Regions from separate parts of the Mus musculus genome. Here region 1 is linked to region 2. A link is a contact called in public Hi-C data. All regions are on one chromosome and are shown on one strand. The core of a region is the stretch at or near the end of the contact, and the rest is flanking DNA. Distances in the headings are between cores, read along the strand shown. Region 1 holds the start of Rgs9 (regulator of G-protein signaling 9). Region 2 overlaps Rgs9 (regulator of G-protein signaling 9).

Region 1 (5,603 bases), core at 2,397-4,896, 34 kb after region 2:
TATGGGAAGGCCCAGCTTACTGTAGGCAGTGGCACCACTGAGCTAGCAGTCCTGGATGCTATCAGACATCAGGCTGAGCAAGCACTGGGGAACAATTCAGTAAGCAGTGTTCCTCTGTAGCCTCTGCTTCACTTCCTGCCTCCGGGTTTGGGCCCTGACTTCCCTCAGTGATAAACTGCTACCTAGAAGTATAAGATAAAACAAACCCATTCCTCCCCAAATTGCACTGAGCTTGAGGTGGAGGTCTGTGATGGAAACACTTTGACTCACAGGAGACAAGGCCCTACTGAGCAGCATCGGTCTCCCGCCTTTGAGAAGAGCCTCCATTTCCAGGGTGTCTGGAGTAATGGGGCAGGTACAGGAGACCCTTACATTGACTTGCTGGACTCGGGGGAAATGAAGATAGCTTATTATCCATCTGTCTCACCACAGTGGTCATCTTAGCTTACAGTCAGGCACATCATTTGTCTGTTCCAAACTTTGCAATGATTCCCTAGGGTGGGTAGGGGATCAAACTGCCTTCAAGGCATTCTGGGGGCTCATTATTATCGGGCTCATTATTGTCTCCCCTGCTCCCTCTACCTTTCTGCCTGTTTCTTGTGCTTTAAAATATGTCTACGAAGGGCCAACAGACCCTCAGACTCACCAGATCCCCTGTGTCTTTGCACTTCCATACCTTGGTGCATGTTGTCCTCTCTTCCTGCAGTCTCATCTATCTGTCCCTCCCCCCCCTTCCCTCCTCTGTCTCTCTCTGTCTCTCTATCTCTGTGTGTTTGTCTCTGTCTCTCTCTCCTTCCCTCCTTCTTCCTTTCTCTGTCTCCCTGTCTATCTCTGTGTGTTTGTCTGTCTCTCTCCCTCTCTCCTTCTTCTTCCCCCTCCTTCCTCTCTGTGTCTCTCTATGTCTCTGTCTGTCTGTCTGTCTCTCTCCCTCCTTCTCCTCCCTCCTCTTTCTCCTCCTCCTCCTTCTCCTCCTCCTTCTCCTCCTCCTCTTCCTCCTCCTCCTCCTCCTCCTTCTTCTTCTTCTTTCTCTCTCTCTCTCTCTCTCTCTCTCTCTCTCTCTCTCTCTCTCTCTCTCTGCCTAGACTCCCCCATTTATCCTTCAGTTCTCAGACCCATGTCCCCTGGTTATGCAGGCCCCCTCCCCTATCCCACACCAGAAGAAGACTCTGATCATTGTATCACACTTGCCGTGCCTGTATTGTTTCCAGGTTCCACCTATGCTTGTGTGCCTGGCAAGTCACTTAACCTCTCTGAGCCTCAGTATCCTTCTCTGTAAAGGACAATGGCAACTGTCTGACAAAACAAGACAATGCACGCAAAGCCCTGCCCACCTTGGACACTGATGGAGTGGAGAATAGTACCTCACCTGGGTCCGCATTCTGCTGGTCCCGGCCTTTTTTCTGAAAGCCTGGTTACTAACTCAGGTGGATAACTGCTGAGGACTTTCTACCATAGGCTCCTGAGGTTCTGTAGACCTCTGTTCTGTCCTCTGACCTACGGGGTTCTGTGATCCAACTCAAGACCCCAGTGGGCACAGATGGGAAGCAGACAGGATCCTTACCAGGACAAAGCAGCTAGGAGAACAATACTGTGGGTGAGGAGGACACAGTCTGTAGATCCAGAGAGGGAAGTTGCTCTCCCCATGGAGTCAGAAGGACCCTGCTTCACAGAGGAGCGGGAGTTTGGCAGAGGGGGGAAAGGATCTTTCTGTAAAAGCATGGGGTCCTAGAGAAATGAGGACATTCTGAGTGACAGCTTAGGGTGGCTGGCCTGCTTTGTTCTTCTCCTTGGAGGGCAGGAGTGGGAGTTGAGTAAGAGGAAGAGCCAGGGAGATGGTGGAAACTGGGCCCCGAGCAACCAGGCTGCAAAGGGTGGACAGTGTCCTGTGCATCTAGGAAGCCAATGGGGCCAGGGGTGGGGGGAACATCCTATATGAGAACTCACTCAGTGTGGGAAAGAAAACCAATGTGTATGAAGGGTGTCAGGGAGGAGGGGAGAGGCAGTGAGGACCATGAAGTAGGGTGAATGCAGAGGCTGTGTAGAAGAAGAGGTTTGGCTGGGAGTAAAGGGGAGATGGGCTAGATGGGACTGGACAGGGTGTAGAAGGGGAGGCTGGGGTGGAGGTGAGGGGGGAAGGTTAGGATGGAGAGAATCAGAGGACAGGCTGGGGAGGAAGTGAGAGGGTCTGAGGAGGAGCTGAGGAAGATTGTGTGGAGGTACAGCATGCCGGGGGTGTGGGGGGAGGATGCTGGAGAGCAAGACACCACTCAGAAGGCCAAGGGAAAGGATGCATGGGAGTGATAAACACACGAGTGCTACAGATAGGTGCTCTAAGCTCCAAGCCAGGGCCGTCCTGCACGGCAGGAGAAGACCAGCCTAGACACGATCTGAAAATGACGTTCGACTTTGGACCACCAGACTTGGGCAGCCTCTTGTCCTTTCAGGAGCTGGGAGCTGCACTGTCTACTCTCCTGAGTGAGACAGTGTTCCCTTCTGTTTACGGCATGGCCCTTACATCTCTTCTATCTGGCTTCTCGGGGAGATGACCAGGTGTGCCGAATGTCCTGGTGTGCCCAGGTCTGTCCAGCTTTTAACATCTTGTAGATTAGGATACTTAGTCACCAACTGCACCCAGTTGCTAAGCTCCAGAGGCTCAAGGCAGGGAGGGCCCAGCTTGTCACAGAACATCCATCGGGCTAATTCCCTCAACAGGATAATCCTATGAAAAGTGGCATGAGCCAGAGGTAGGGCAGACAAGTGACCTGGGACTTAATCCTGTGAGTGTCTCTTCCCACACTGTCTAACTTAAAAGCCCAGAACTAAATGAACCACTTTGTCCCCAAACACGTCACCCCATAGGTACATTCCACCTCCCACATGTCCATCGGGAACGGACACCCTGTTCTGGCCATTAGCCATCGACAAGAAACGGTTCTAACTATACAGAAAACACACAGATTGCCATCCTGGGATCAGGGGAGGCTCTTGATCCCACAAATCACATTTTCCTGGTCTTTTTATACACACAGGCATACACACACTTAAAAATCCTGCTGTTTAGTATTGGGGGAAATGTTCATTTAATAGCCGATTCCTTGTAACAATATAGGCTGTCTCAAATCACCGCGCAGCTTCAAGCACTCTCCTGAGTAACAGGTTGTTTTTGGCCTGCAGCAGACCATCACGGCTGCCTTCGAATTCTCCACTACAGTTTACGCGAAAACCCAATCATTATGGTTTTTAAATACAACACATAGAGCCACATAGAAGTCATTTAGTAAAATTGGGCAGCGCGGATCGACCTAGATGGACGCCCTCTGCCCCTGCCCAATCTTCCCTTGGACACTCCACATACTGGGTCCCCGCCCACTTGCCAGGGTCCAGATGGGGATTCCCAGGGTACCTTTTGGAGAAATGCCATCCTCGGCCTGTACTGCTGGCCTTGGTGTCGGATCGTCATTCTGGACCCTGGATGAATTCACGACCACAACACGAATGGGAGCGAAAGGGGAAACCCCCAAGTTCACAAGCCAGCCTGGTCTGCCCCAGCCTGGGCGTAGACCGGGAGGCACAGAGAGCGGAGCGCGCAGGGCCCAGAATACCGCCCTCCACCCCTCGACTCTCCCTCGCACCCGCCGACATGCAAAGCAGCTGGAATTCGCGCCAACCAATCAGCGAGCAGCGCCGCGCGCTCATTAGCATGCACTGCGCGGGCTCCCACCTGCCACCAGGGGGCGGCGTCCGGCTCCACCTGGACCAAACCTCAGGTAGGAAGGCCAGATCAGGGATGCTGAAGCTAGAGCATCTGCCCCAAGGTGTGTGAGCCTGTTAATCTCTTTATATACAGAAGTGAGACAGAGCACAGTGGGAAAGGAGCTTTCCGACGCCAGCTTGCAGGAGAGTTGGACATCTTTGGGTAAGTCAGCGCTAAGAATTTCTTTATAAGAGAAGAGAAAATTTTAAACAGTTTCATGGTATCCAATAGAAGTGTCCATGAAGCTTCTAATAGATAAGTGAGCAACGCTGTGATTGTTCCTAGATAGATATTTAAGATAAAAAAAAATACCAGATGTAGACTTTTATTAATTGGCCTAACAAATAGACTAACTAGTAAGATGTTGGTTTCAAGAGAGGAAGAAGTGAAGAAGCCCATAGACACTCTTTAGCTAACTGTGTGCCCTTAGGCAAATTATATTTTACTTCTAATTCCCGATACTTGTATTTGTTTGTCTTTAATAGACTCTTAAAGGAACTTTTAAACTGACCTAAAAATTGGGCAGATGGGACAGAATAGATGCCTCCAGAGTGGCCACCTGCTCCACACATTCATAACCCCCCTCCAGGGTCAACCTGTCTGGGGAGATTGGTATGTGTCACCAATTGATGAGCCTATATTGGCATATATCCAGAAAAAAAAAAAAAGGATGAAGCCTCCACTTAGTCTACACAAGCAGGATAGATATACAATGTCGCATCTCGCATGTTTAAGTTGAAAAAGAACAAAGGGATTCGCCTTAGTGGTGCTCAGTCAACTGGTATACCTTTAGCATCTAAGCCCTTATCCACTATTTTTTTTTCCTTTCAGGCACATTTATTTGTAAGAATCCGTTGAACGCTGTGGACACTCTCAGAAAGCATGCTCACACACATGTTCACATAACACTGACTCCAGTTTGCAAACAATGTCAAAGTGCTCGTTTCCCCTGGGCCCCATGCAGAAGCCCCCACATCACAAACTTCAGTGAAAAGGATGTGAGCTCTCCAGGGATGGGTTGATGCAGAGGACCGGGGTTTCTGCCAATCATACCAGACCTCTGAGAAGCGTGTTCCTTATGTGAGCTGGGATCCCAGGAAAAAGCTGCAATGTCTTGACGTTTCCTCATGGAACAACTTCTGGGTTTAGTGTTACACGGAATACACATAAGCAAATAAAGCCAGCATTTCTTAGTTCTATAAATTCTGAGTAAGGAAAATAGAGGTGATTTCCTAAGGGGGTGGATTGGGAGCTTAAGTCATTCAGCAATGAGGAAAATCGAAAATGTAAGGAATTGTGCTCAGCTCTAGAATAGGAGCCGTCGTAGAGAGCATGCTGCTCACTGTCATCTCTTCTTTCAAGCTTCCCTGTGAAGCAGTCATATTTTGGAGGATTTTCTCTTAGCCTATTGGACCAGAGATGCTTGGTGGGTGTACCAGAGGCTGGTCCTCAGCCTGCGATGTGGTTCCACAAAGCTTAGGTTACGCTTCTTAGAGTATTTATTATATTACCTTTGCAGATGTCAACCAGAGCCAGAGAGATGGGACATGGAGACAAGAGGAATCTGAGGTGAATTGCGAGCTGAATTCAGGGGGGAAGCAGAAATGAAAGATGAGTGGAGGAAGCCAGAAAACATAGAGAAGCCAGCAAACAGTACAGGCAGAAACCAACAGGAGCTGTGAGGCAGGTGAGAGCCCCTTGAGGCAAGCTGGGCCAGGGCCTTCCCAAGGGCAAGAGTGTCTCTGGGGCTCTCCCGCAGAGCTAAGTCTCTGTTCCTTCCAAAATGCTCCAATATGTAATTTGATATAAAAGGTTTAGGTAGCAGCCTGGAAAAGAAATTGATGCCGTT
Region 2 (5,405 bases), core at 2,192-4,691:
TGTAGCCTAAATCACTCTAGAACTTGTAATCCTCCTGCCTCAGCCTTAAGTTATAGGCTCATGTCACCATGCCCAGCTCCAATAGGTTAGCTCTAATTATATACTTAGCTCCAGTAGTTTAGCACTTCTTGTATACTTATACTAAAAACATAAAATAGATTTTCGTGGCAAATAAATTCTGATATAGAATATTTGTAAAAGTGCTTTCAACGCAAGTCTGACACCCTGAGTTCAGTTCCCAGAGCACAGGTGAAAAGCTGGTGATGTGGTGCACACCTGTAATCACAGCCTGGTGCACACCTGTAATCACAGCCTGGTGCACACCTGTAATCACAGCCTGGTGCACATCTGTAAACACAGCCTGGTGCACATCTGTAATCAATCACAGACTGGTACACATCTGTAATCACAGACTGGTGCACACCTATAATCACAGCCTGGTGCACATCTGTAATCACAGCCTGGTGCATACCTGTAATCACAGCCTGGTGCACATCTGTAAACACAGCCTGGTGCATACCTGTAATCACAGCCTGGTGCATATCTGTAATCAATCACAGCCTGGTACACATCTCTAATCACAGCCTGATGCACATCTGTAATCACAGCCTGGTGCACATCTGTAATCACAGCCTGATGCACATCTGTAATCACAGCCTGGTGCACACCTGTAATCACAGCCTGGTGTACATCTGTAATCAATCACAGCCTGGTGCACATCTGTAATCACAGCCTGGTACACACCTGTAATCACAGCCTGGTGCACATCTGTAATCACAGCCTGGTGCACACCTGTAATCACAGCCTGGTGCACACCTGTAATCACAGCCTGGTGCACACCTGTAATCACAGCCTGGTGCACACCTGTAATCACAGCCTGGTGCACATCTGTAATCAATCACAGCCTGGTGCACATATGTAATCACAACCTGATGCACATCTGTAATCACAGCCTGGTGCACATATGTAATCACAACCTGATGCACATCTGTAATCACAGCCTGGTGCACACCTGTAATCACAGCCTGGTGCACACCTGTAATCACAGCCTGGTGCACACCTGTAATCACAGCCTGGTGCACATCTGTAATCAATCACAGCCTGGTGCACATATGTAATCACAGCCTGGTGCACACCTGTAATCACAGCCTGGTGCACATATGTAATCACAACCTGATGCACATCTGTAATCACAGCCTGGTGCACATCTGTAATCACAGCCTGGTGCACATCTGTAATCACAGCCTGGTGCACACCTGTAATCACAGTCTGGTGCACATCTGTAAACACAGCCTGGTGCACATCTGTAATCACAGCCTGGTGCACATCTGTAATCACAGCCTGGTGCACATCTGTAATCACAGCCTGGTGCACATCTGTAATCACAGACCTCCTTCAGAGAGATGGTTGGCAGAAACAGGAGCCTCCACCAGAAGCTCACAGGCCAGCAAGCCTAGAGTACTTAACATGGCTACAGCAATGAAAGACCCTCAACCCAGCTCCAGTGCTGTCCTCTAACCTCTATGCCCTTGGTGTGGCAAGCGTGTGTGCATGTGTCTGCACTCACACACATGAAGTTAATCAATTAATTAAAAACCAGATGCCTTGTATCCAGCTTGCTAAATATGATATCCTAGCTCAGCAGGCTACCACAGATGCAAATGCTGGGCCTACTAACCACAAGAGGAAGAGATGAAAACCAAACCAGGAAATGCATGAGAGGAAGATGAGGAGAGGGAGCGCCCACCCTCACCCTAACCTGTGACCTCGATCAGTACTATACATATACCAGACACCGTGCTATGTCTTGAGAGACTAGTTGACTATAACATGAGACTCCTGCTTTGGGGGGCATCCCCAGAAGACACAGGGAGTCACTTCCAGTCTTGGGGAGGGTAGAAATCCCTTAGTAGTCTCAACAAGATAAGTGTCATGATGACTGTGATGAAGTGTAGCAGTCCCAGACAGCCCTCAAGGCGACCTAAACCCCATATGAAAGAGAAGCGAAGGATGTGGCCACCAGACTAATGCTTTCACCTAAAATGGGCTCCAGGCACTTCCCCCATGTCTGCTACAGAGTAAAACCCACCAGCAGAGCTGAGGGTGAACTTCACATACATGCAGACGTTCACGTTGTGTTGTCTAGTACACCTACACACCCTCTCAACTTACGCATGCCTACTCATATACACATACACACTCACACACTCACGCACATCTAAACATACTCATACATACTCACCGCACACTCAGAACCCACCCACCCCCAGCCCCAACACCCCCTGTGCCCCCCTCCCCCCCTCCCAGGCTCCCTTCACAGGCCCTAGCTGCCTGAGCAACTCCGTGGGGTCGCCTGCTCCAGGCTTGAGTTTGGCTATTTAGCTATTCCTTTGACCTGGCCCCACAGACTACAGAAATAAGATGGCCTGGGGCTCAGTTGTATTATGTGCACAGTTGAAACCAGTTCCAAGGCAACCTCTGCTACCAGGCTCTCTGTCAACCTCTGAGCCTTATTGTTTTACTGTCTCTCTAGTTAGAGCTCACTACCACCACACCACCTGTGAGGATTTCCTCAGCAGCTGTAGGGGACAGCCAGCCCTACACCCTCCTCTGCCTGTGCCTTCATCTTGACCTCTCTGGGGGTAGCAGCTTTTTAATTCCCAGTTGAAGAAGCTGTAATCCCAACCACTGTCCTGTCCATAGTCCCCCAGACGGTTACAAGTATGAGAAACTCCCAGGTTCGTTCATTCATTCATTTATCCATCCATTCATCTATCAGACAATTAGTATAATCTTTACCCTACTGTAATAACTGCCAGGGCTACTGGCCCACAAGTGAGTACTTCATTGAAGATTACCCAGAGCCGATCATCAATGCACAATCAATAAAGGTAATCAAGTGAGGTGCCACTAGCAGATGCCTTCTATCCCGGTGTCTCCACACCGAAAGCCTCTCAGAGATGTGCAAACTATGAGCTTCCCTCCTTCAGCTTGAGGAACTGTGAGCACCAGGGTATGACGTCTCTATCACATCCCTTAGGCATAGCAAAAAAGGCAATTTGCTAAATGCCTGATAATCTGATAGTGACGTCAGCAGGAACCAGCATGCCAGGGTGGCACCAGCCCTCTACCAGTCACAGAGTTCACTCTCTAATCCCCTTCCTGGTCACCACTCTGTTCCCTAAAGCGTCAGACTCTTTGGCTCATGGGTCTGAGAGGATAAACAAAACAGTACATTGTTTTATAAACATAATACAATGAGGAAAGGGAGGAGGAAAAATGAGGCTGAACCGAGGAGACAATTTTAGGTTGAAGAGTTTAAAGTCTGTTCCAAGCACAGCTTGATGTGAGTGTCAGCTTTGTTGGGGAGGTGGCTCCTGGCGCCTGGTCTGATGCAAGACGCCTTTCTTCTACAAGACTGTGTGGCATTCTGTATGTCACTCGCTCATTTGCATAATCGTTTAGTCATCGCTTCCTCCACAATCCTATAGTAAGTTCCTTGAGACCATGAACCGTGTCTGTCCTGGCTCATAAGGCTGTCTATCCCCATTGCCCCAAGATCATCTACCATAAAATAAACATCCAAAAGTTACGTTGATTTTGTTTAATTACCACCAGCATCTGTTGAGGGTCTCATACTGTTTTGTGACACAACACTACATTTCAGACTATTTTCTAGGTTAATGAATGGTCTTTGACCATATCGTTTTAATAGATTCACAATGGCCTATGGAATCAGATATAAGCTAGGTTGCCATTCTCCACTGCAGGGCATTGAGCACAAGCTCAGCAGGAAGTAGAGAGCAGATACCTTCTTTGTTGATGTTTTGTTTTGTAGCTGTAATGAAGACTGCTTAGTGTTCATTCACATGACCTTAGGATACACGGCCAGAAAATGCCTTTTCCCCAGAAAACCAGGCCTGGGTGATGGACTGTGTCCTCAGAAGACACCAAGTCACTGGTGTTGCCCAGGTGGCTCAGTGAAGTTACGGGAAACATCGAAATGTTTTGCTCCAGGAATCTTGTCTCAGTGTGGGTGTAGCTCAGTTGGTAGAGTGCTTTCCTGGCATAGATGAAGCCCTGGGTTCCAGCCCCAGCAACATACAAATTGGGTATGGAAATAAAGATAAGAGATTGGGCGTTCAAGGTCATCCTTAGCTATAGAAGGAAGCCATTTCTCCCTTGTTCATTTATATTGTTTGTATCACACATAGATCTGTATTTTGATCCATTTGGGTCAAACTCGATGACTGACCAACTACTACCCATGCCTGAACACCTTCTCCTGATGATGCTTTTCTGGATACAGCATCAGACAGGTGTCCTGTCTCTGCAGGTGCACACACAGTACAAACTCAATGTTGTCTATCTGGCATCATGTGCCCAACACTCTTTTCCTGCCAGTCGTGGCTCAATAAGGATTTCGCCAATAAGAACGAGACAGATGAGCAGCCTCAGTGGTTAAAGCTCTTGCTGTACAGGCCTGAGGTCTAGAGTTCAGATCTCTAGAATGACACGAATGATGGATGGGTTGGAACAGCTGGCCTGTAATTCCAGGCTTGGAGGACAGTGAGGTGGTCACCAGAGCAAGCTGGATAGAGAGACTAGGCTCATCAGTGAGCTCTGCATTTGACTTTGAGGAAACGCCTCAAAGAACAGGGTGAGAAGAAGAGAGGATGCTTTCTGACATCAACCTTAGGTCTCTACATGCATACAGACACATGTGTGCCTCTGCAAACAGCAAGCATGCATACATACAACACACATACACACATGCATGCACACACATATATACACATATATATGCATACACACATGCACATACACATGCACGCACACATACACAGTGCACACACATACACATACATATACAAATGCATGCATGCACACACACATATACATACACATGCATACACAAACACACATATATACCATATACATGCATAAGCATACACACTCATATGCACGCATACATAAATGTGCATACACACATACATACGCACATGCACCTACATACACACACATGCATGGAGACACACACACACACTCATGTGTACACACACATGACAAATGAGCAAGTTAACAGATCATCTGGTAACTGTGACCACGTCACACTCTAACAGGTGGCTGCGGTGGGTCTACAGAGCTCCTGCTCAGCATCCACCGAGCCAAATGCTTGGCTTGCTACGGCTGGCTCTTTTCCCACTGCGTTGAGGTTTGTTTGGGTCTCCTGGAGACAGTCTGGCAGTCTGTGGGCTCCAGGGCTCCCTAAGCTTGTCAGACAGATTGCTCTGTTCCAGGCAGAGATGTTCCTTAGATAGAACACCATCTTCCCTGTGCTGGCCAGTGAGAGATGAAGATTATCCAAGAAGAATCGGTGACAGCAGCCCCCCAATACAGCCCTA

What was found. A called contact is a pair of places that touch in the nucleus more often than the background predicts.
Region 1: a Hi-C map of neural stem cells shows a contact between it and region 2, with 3 times the contacts expected there. The contact joins the promoter of Rgs9 here to the enhancer-like site in region 2. A contact is called at or near these places in 13 of 39 promoter capture datasets (the 3T3-L1 cell line, 3T3-L1-derived adipocytes, cranial neural crest and 9 more), 17 of 484 Hi-C or Micro-C datasets (the G1E-ER4 cell line, LSK cells, Th17 cells and 12 more), 2 of 115 datasets of contacts at active chromatin or transcription factors (embryonic stem cells and neural progenitor cells) and 5 of 9 other capture datasets (adipose tissue, embryonic tail, embryonic trunk and 2 more).

What each region holds. Positions count from the first base shown.
Region 1 is chr11:109,294,535-109,300,137 of GRCm38.p6, forward strand. Rgs9 (regulator of G-protein signaling 9) reads right to left here and starts at 3,647. Exons shown (of 19, transcript NM_011268.2): 1 at 3,404-3,647. The coding sequence starts at 3,460. Gm39441 (a long non-coding RNA gene) reads left to right here and starts at 3,696. Exons shown (of 3, transcript XR_880277.3): 1 at 3,696-3,916.
Region 2 is chr11:109,261,175-109,266,579 of GRCm38.p6, forward strand. All of the region lies in intron 8 of Rgs9 (regulator of G-protein signaling 9), which reads right to left. Among named protein-coding and RNA genes, the nearest start is that of Rgs9, 34 kb to the right of the region's middle. Within about 2 kb of position 3,442, at least 11 of the 459 cell types and tissues checked have an H3K27ac peak or open chromatin away from gene starts, as enhancers often do. A contact at or near this core is called in neural stem cells, where this site is marked.